2 separate regions of the Sus scrofa genome follow, and region 1 is linked to region 2. Evidence: chromatin contacts called from public promoter capture Hi-C data. All regions are on one chromosome and are shown on one strand. The core of a region is the stretch at or near the end of the contact, and the rest is flanking DNA. Distances in the headings are between cores, read along the strand shown. Region 1 holds the start of SORD (sorbitol dehydrogenase). Region 2 holds the start of SPATA5L1 (spermatogenesis associated 5 like 1).

The links. Promoter capture Hi-C pulls out the DNA fragments that hold promoters and counts their contacts.
Region 1: a contact with region 2 is called in a promoter capture Hi-C map of fetal liver, with 2.6 times the contacts expected there. The contact joins the promoter of SORD here to the promoter of SPATA5L1 in region 2. A contact is called at or near these places in 1 of 5 promoter capture datasets (fetal liver) and 1 of 2 datasets of contacts at active chromatin or transcription factors (alveolar macrophages).

Annotation. Positions count from the first base shown.
Region 1 is chr1:126,699,695-126,702,557 of Sscrofa11.1, forward strand. It overlaps SORD (sorbitol dehydrogenase), which reads right to left and starts at 1,390. Exons shown (of 9, transcript NM_001244162.1): 1 at 1,169-1,390. The coding sequence starts at 1,231.
Region 2 is chr1:126,333,863-126,336,807 of Sscrofa11.1, forward strand. SPATA5L1 (spermatogenesis associated 5 like 1) reads right to left here and starts at 1,331. Exons shown (of 8, transcript NM_001177911.1): 1 at 225-1,331. The coding sequence starts at 1,319.

The sequences.
Region 1 (2,863 bases), core at 140-2,639, 370 kb after region 2:
AAAGGAAGTTCATAAATTCTGAAATTACTGCCTAACTCAATCTGTTTGCATCTATGGGGAGAGAGACTACAGATTCTCAAGTAATCAAGAACTGCTAATCTGGATAATTTTCTGAGTCTCTCCAATCTAGAAGGGGGAGGAAGTGCTAGGGAATAGCAGATATGGCTAGCAACCATCCCACATAATACTACCCAGGCCCATCTGAGATGGATTTGTCAAGAGAGCCCTGGCACAACCACAGAGCTGATTCTTCAGCTCCCAAACTTTGGCCTCAGGAGCCAGGGAGCAGAGGCAGAGTCCAGGGTGGAGCAGACACATACATAATGCTCTTAAAGGGAGAGGGGAGCAGGATCAGGAAGGAAAATGGCTGCAAGGTGAACTAGACATGGACTCAGGGAAGTAAGGAATAAAGTAGTAGAGTGGTGGAGATGGCACAGGTATAGGGAACACCAAGAGTCCTGGAGATGGACGCCTTTGCTAGCAGGAAAAGAGGAAGGAGCTGGCACTTCTTCTTCTTCTTTTTTTTTTTCTGGCCATACCCAGGACTTGTTTAAATCCCTGGGCCAGGGACTGAACCAGACCGGCCGCTGCAGTGACACTGTCTGGATCATTAACACAAAAACACTCCCAGGAGCTGGCACTTCTGAGTATCTATTAAGTGCTGGGTACTCTGCTGATCACGATAATCCTACAAAGGAGGCTTTATCAGCCCCAAGCAAGAGAGATTAAATACAAGTTCCACAGCTTTTAAGTGTCTCTCTGGCTTCCCTTTCTTTCCTGCACTGTCTGCCCAGTGGAGAAATTCACAGCATGTCCTAAGTCAGGCAGCCTCTCCTGCAAAGCGCAACGACAAGAGGCTTGTACTATGAATCTGCAGCTGGCAAAAGAGAGAGGAGGCTTCAATCATTTTGCAACTGTCCGGGCTCTGGCCACGTGGCTAGTTTCCAGGAAGCACGCGACAAAAACCCTGCTCTTAGCACCGTGGAACCCTCGGCCACCGCCAACCCTCCCCCTCCCCCCAACATGGTAACCAGCTCGGATCTGGTCGTCCAGGGCGTGCAGAATGGGGCCCGCACCACGCTGGAACTGATGACCTGAGACCGCGTTTTGGCTTGCAGGCGAGTAAGACAGGGGCAGGCTAGATTCTCCACTCCCATTCCAGTTTTACCAGGCGCAGGTCTCCAGGTCCGTGCACCACCAGGGAGAGGTTCTCGGGCTTGGCCGCCGCCATGTCGCTCTTTCTTTCTCAGGTCGAGGTTGCGGTCCGCAGGTCGCGAGGTGAATCGGTTGGCAGCCCGGTCTCGGGTTAGGGGTGAGGGGCCAGAGGCCGGGATTTGACTAAGAGCTCGCGGCCAGCGAGGGGCGGGGCTTCCTAGTCCCCGACAGCCGAGGCGGGGCTAGCGTGGAGGGGCGGGGCTGCTCTGCTCCCTCCCAGGATCAGCCTGTGGGGTGGGGAGGGGGTAGGGAAGGGAAGGGAGGGGCAGCAAAGACCGACTTAACCTAGCTCCGTTGGCAGCACACTGTTTGCCTCACCTCCAAGCAGACAAATCTGCCCTGAAAGTAACCTGCGGAGGTAACAGCTCCACAGACGAGTGTTCTCAAACTTCAGCTGCAGAAGGGGGGGGGGGGGGTAGGCAGTATGGGGCAGTTTCTCAAGACAAGCACTGAAATTTTGATATAGTAAATCTAGTCTAAGCTGAGGCCTGAGGGTCTGTATTATTAGCATTAAGAATGCTTAGGCTGCAGGTAGGGCACATCTACAACTGGGGAAGAGGTGTTGCACTGACAGAGCGTGCAACTAGCCTGGTGTCCCCAGCATCCAGCAAAGTGCCTAGCACCAGAAGAAGTGAATGAATGAATTTGTGCATCATTCCATGGGCCCGATGCATCAGTGCAAAGAAGCTGTGAAATGAAATATGTGAGCCTCTTTCTCTTAACCAGCTCTGCTTCTAATATTACAAGCAGGATTTCTGTCCAAATTCTTCCTTCAAGTCTCTCTCCCCTTCAAGAAACAGCAAAGTTTTGAAGTTTTACTCTAAAGGGGAGAGAACTGCCCTCTTGAAAAGCATGTCTATAAAGGCCCCTCCCTTCTTTAAGGATTTTGAAGACAGTGTAGGGATTTCATTATCTACAGCCTCTACCCCTTCCCCAGACACTCCACCAGATCCTCTTACCTCTACCAGGAGACTTTTCCCAGCATCTCTCCCCCTGAAGATGTCTCAGTGTGGTACTTATTGTATGCCCCACATAAGGGACACAGCCTGTACTTTCACTAGTGATTATCTCTTCCACAAAACCATTGGAAGCCCACTGAGGCTAAGGCCTCATTTCTTAAATTCAAAATAAAAGAAAAAAAATTGATGATGACATGAATCAAGCTCTGGAATGCCAATAATGACAAAAGGGGAAGGAGGGGGTGGTATTACAAGGTATAACAAAACAATGGGATGGATTTTGCGGTGGACTCACAGAGTCAGTAGTGTTCTTTGCTTTGAGATACCTCCCACAAGGTCTGGCTGTGCTTGGCTAGTTCCCCAGGCTGCTCTTGCACTCAGCTTCTGAGCAGGCTTTGGAGAGGTGACTAACTAGGGGTTGCCTGCCTTTACTCATGCACCTAAATTTAAAACTCAGCTTCCCCTCTTTGCCTTATGGGGTTTCCTCACAGTTTCCCAGCATTTCTTTTCAATGAGTAAAGCTGAAGATGGAGACAGCCCCATGACTGGCTCAAGGGCTACTTGAAGTAGACACTTCTTGAGTTTTAAATCAAGAAAACAGAACACCAGAACCAAAGCAAAAGTCACTGAAATAATGACAAAACTGCCACACTGGGAGTGCAAAAAATATTTGTTTTCTCCTGAGCAGT
Region 2 (2,945 bases), core at 81-2,580:
CCCTAATGGCCACTTTGCTTTTCAGAACACTCTGACTGGAGAGATTGGAGGGGGTGGGGGTTGTCTTCGGCTCAAAGATCACTTAGGGACCAGAGAACAGGTTCTCTGCATTACAAAGAACTCCACTCCAGCCTCAGCGACGTCCAAACCTACGCGGCAAACGCCTCGGGTCAGCCTACCAGGAATAGATGGAAGCGATGTTCCCAGTGGCCAAGCTATTTTACCTCTCTGTCAAATCTTCCAGGTCTGCGCAGCGCTGGGTCTAGCGCGTCCGGCCGGTTGGTCGATCCAACAACCACCACCTCGCGGTCCCCACTGATGCCGTCTAGCAATGTCAACACCTGGGCCACCACGCGACTCTCGGGGGCTTGGTGTGGGCCGCCCCGCCGAGGACATAGGGCGTCCACCTCATCCAAGAAGAGAAGGGTGGGCCGGCGGCCGGCCAGCTCCTGGGCGCGCTGGAAGACCCGCCGCACGTTCTCCTCGGTCTCCCCCGGCCGGGCGCCCTGCAGCGCGGGAGCGCTCACTGCCAGCAGCTCTGCGCCCGCCTCCCGGGCCACTGCCCGCACGAGCTGGGTCTTGCCCACTCCGGGGGGGCCAGCCAGGAGCACACCGCGGGGCACTGCTAACCCAAGGGAGGCAAAGGAGCGGGGGTAGAGGAGCGGCAGGCGGAGGAGCTCCCGCAGCGAGTCGGCCGCCTCCGCAAGGCCCCCGAGGGGCACCTCGGGCGGCGGCTCCGATTCCGATGGAGGCACTCCGCTGAGACCGATGTGGGTGCGAGGGGTGACCAGGCCCGCCGGATCGGGGCTTGGCGCCCCGCTCACGATGTGCAGGGCTGCCACCGGGCCGGGCGTGCCCGGAGGAGCAGCGACCACGTGGCCCAGAGAGACTGGACGGTTCCTCAACAGCTCCTGGGCCGCCTCCAGCACCGCGGCCGGATTTGGGGAATCCGGCGCGCCTGCCCGTTCCCGCAACGCCGGCCACACCGCGAGGCGCCGAAGCGGTGGGCAGGGCACTAAACGGAGGCAGCTCAGGCTGAGACTCCCCCGGGCCCCCGGATCTCCCATAGCAGCCCCTGGGCTCGCGCACTGCAGATCCAATTGCACAAAGCCGTCTGCTCTGTCCCGCCGCGGCCAGGAGGTGCAGAGGCAAGAGCCGCCATTAGGCAGGGAGATCTTCACCACTGAGCCCAGGTGCGCGCCCAAGGAGCGGAGGGCAGCTGGGCCCAGGCGACAGCGTTGGGTGCCCTGGTCCCCAGGGTCCACGGGTAGCAGTTTTAAGAGTGGCCCTTCAGCAAATGGACCTGTGTCCGGAGCCATGGCAAAAGAGAAGACCCGACGCCCAGGAAAGTGCGGTAGGAATTCCCCCCGGACGACAAAGGCCGGTACACCGTGCTCCTCGGCCGGAAGTAGGTGATGCGCAAGCGCCAGGGAGTCGCGGTTGCGGGCTTCTGACTGGAGACCGAAAGGACCAATCAGAAAGTTAGATAACGAGGTGCCTTTCCCGGCTTGTTTGCCGTGGAGTCTCATTTGATAAAATCCAGATTTACCCGCAAGGCTTTTCTTACGGATGTCAGGAAGGCAGCGTAAGCTAATTTAACTAGGTCATTAAGCCTGTATTTTAGGCTTAAAGGTTTGAGGAGTCACCGCAGAGCATACTCTTTCCTTGGCTGGTGGACTGGAGCATCACTATCTGCGCTTTTGGAATATCAGCCCAGAGACTGCTATTTTGTGAAGAAACCCCGACTGTCCTTAGGGACACAGTATTTTAGAGTGCTCTGGTGCTAATGCCTTAGGCGACTTGGAGTAGCTGAGACATACAACTTTGGCACCTTCCATAATCTGGGTTCCAACCTTTTTGGAAAAGCACCACCATAGCCAGAGAGAGGATAGCATTTTGAACATCTTGGAGCCGGGAAAGAAGGAAGACCAGGCCATCTGATGCATTTGTGGCACACCAATACATTTTTTTCATATTCCTGACTTCTCCATTGAATGTTCTTTGACAACAACTTAGTTATAACTTGTGTTCCTGAGATAAGTAATTACTGTCTCTCTGATGTACGGCAGTACTAAGTCCTGTATTGGGGCAGTGCTTGTTTACATTATTAAGACCTCCCACCTAACCTCTTTCCACATTTCCTCTCCCCTTCCCACAGGGAATTACTCTTTTCTCCTATTTTTTTTTAATTGTGCTTATGAAAAAGAGCTAGGAGTTCCTGTTGTGGCTCAGCAGGTTAAGAACCTGACTAGTATCCATAAGGATGCATGTTCAATCCCTGGCTTCACTCAGTGGGTTAAGAATCTGCTGATACTGCTGGAATTTGGGTTGCTGTGGCTGAGGCTGGGCCTTGGCTACCACTCCAATTCAACTCCTAGCCTGGGAACTTCCATATGCTCCAGATAAGGCCCTAAACACACACACACACACACACACACACACACACACACACACACACACACACACGGCTAAATAGAAATTCCCTGGTGGCCTAGCAATTAAGGCTATGGATAACAAAGCCAAGATAATATGCCTTGTTTTTACCCTATTCACATCTTTCTACCTCCATTTCCCCACTTTCACTGTAACCCAAATTTGTGAGGTTACAAAATTAAAATTGCAGGTAGATGCTTCAATCACTTGGATTTGGGTTTTTGCTCCCCTACTTATGCAATCAATTGCAGACTCTATACCCATGTCTTTTTTTTTTCAGGGCCACATCTGCAGCGGCCATATGGAGGTTCCAGGCTAAGGGTCTAATCGGAGCTGTAAGTGCTGGCCTATGCCAGAGCCACATCAATGCCAGATCCAAGCTACAGCTTCGACCTACACCACAGCTCATGGCAATGCTGGATCCTTAACCCACTGAGCAAGGCCAGGGATCAAACCTGCAACTTTATAGTTCCTAGTTGGATTCATTTTCGCTGCGCCACAACAGGAACTCC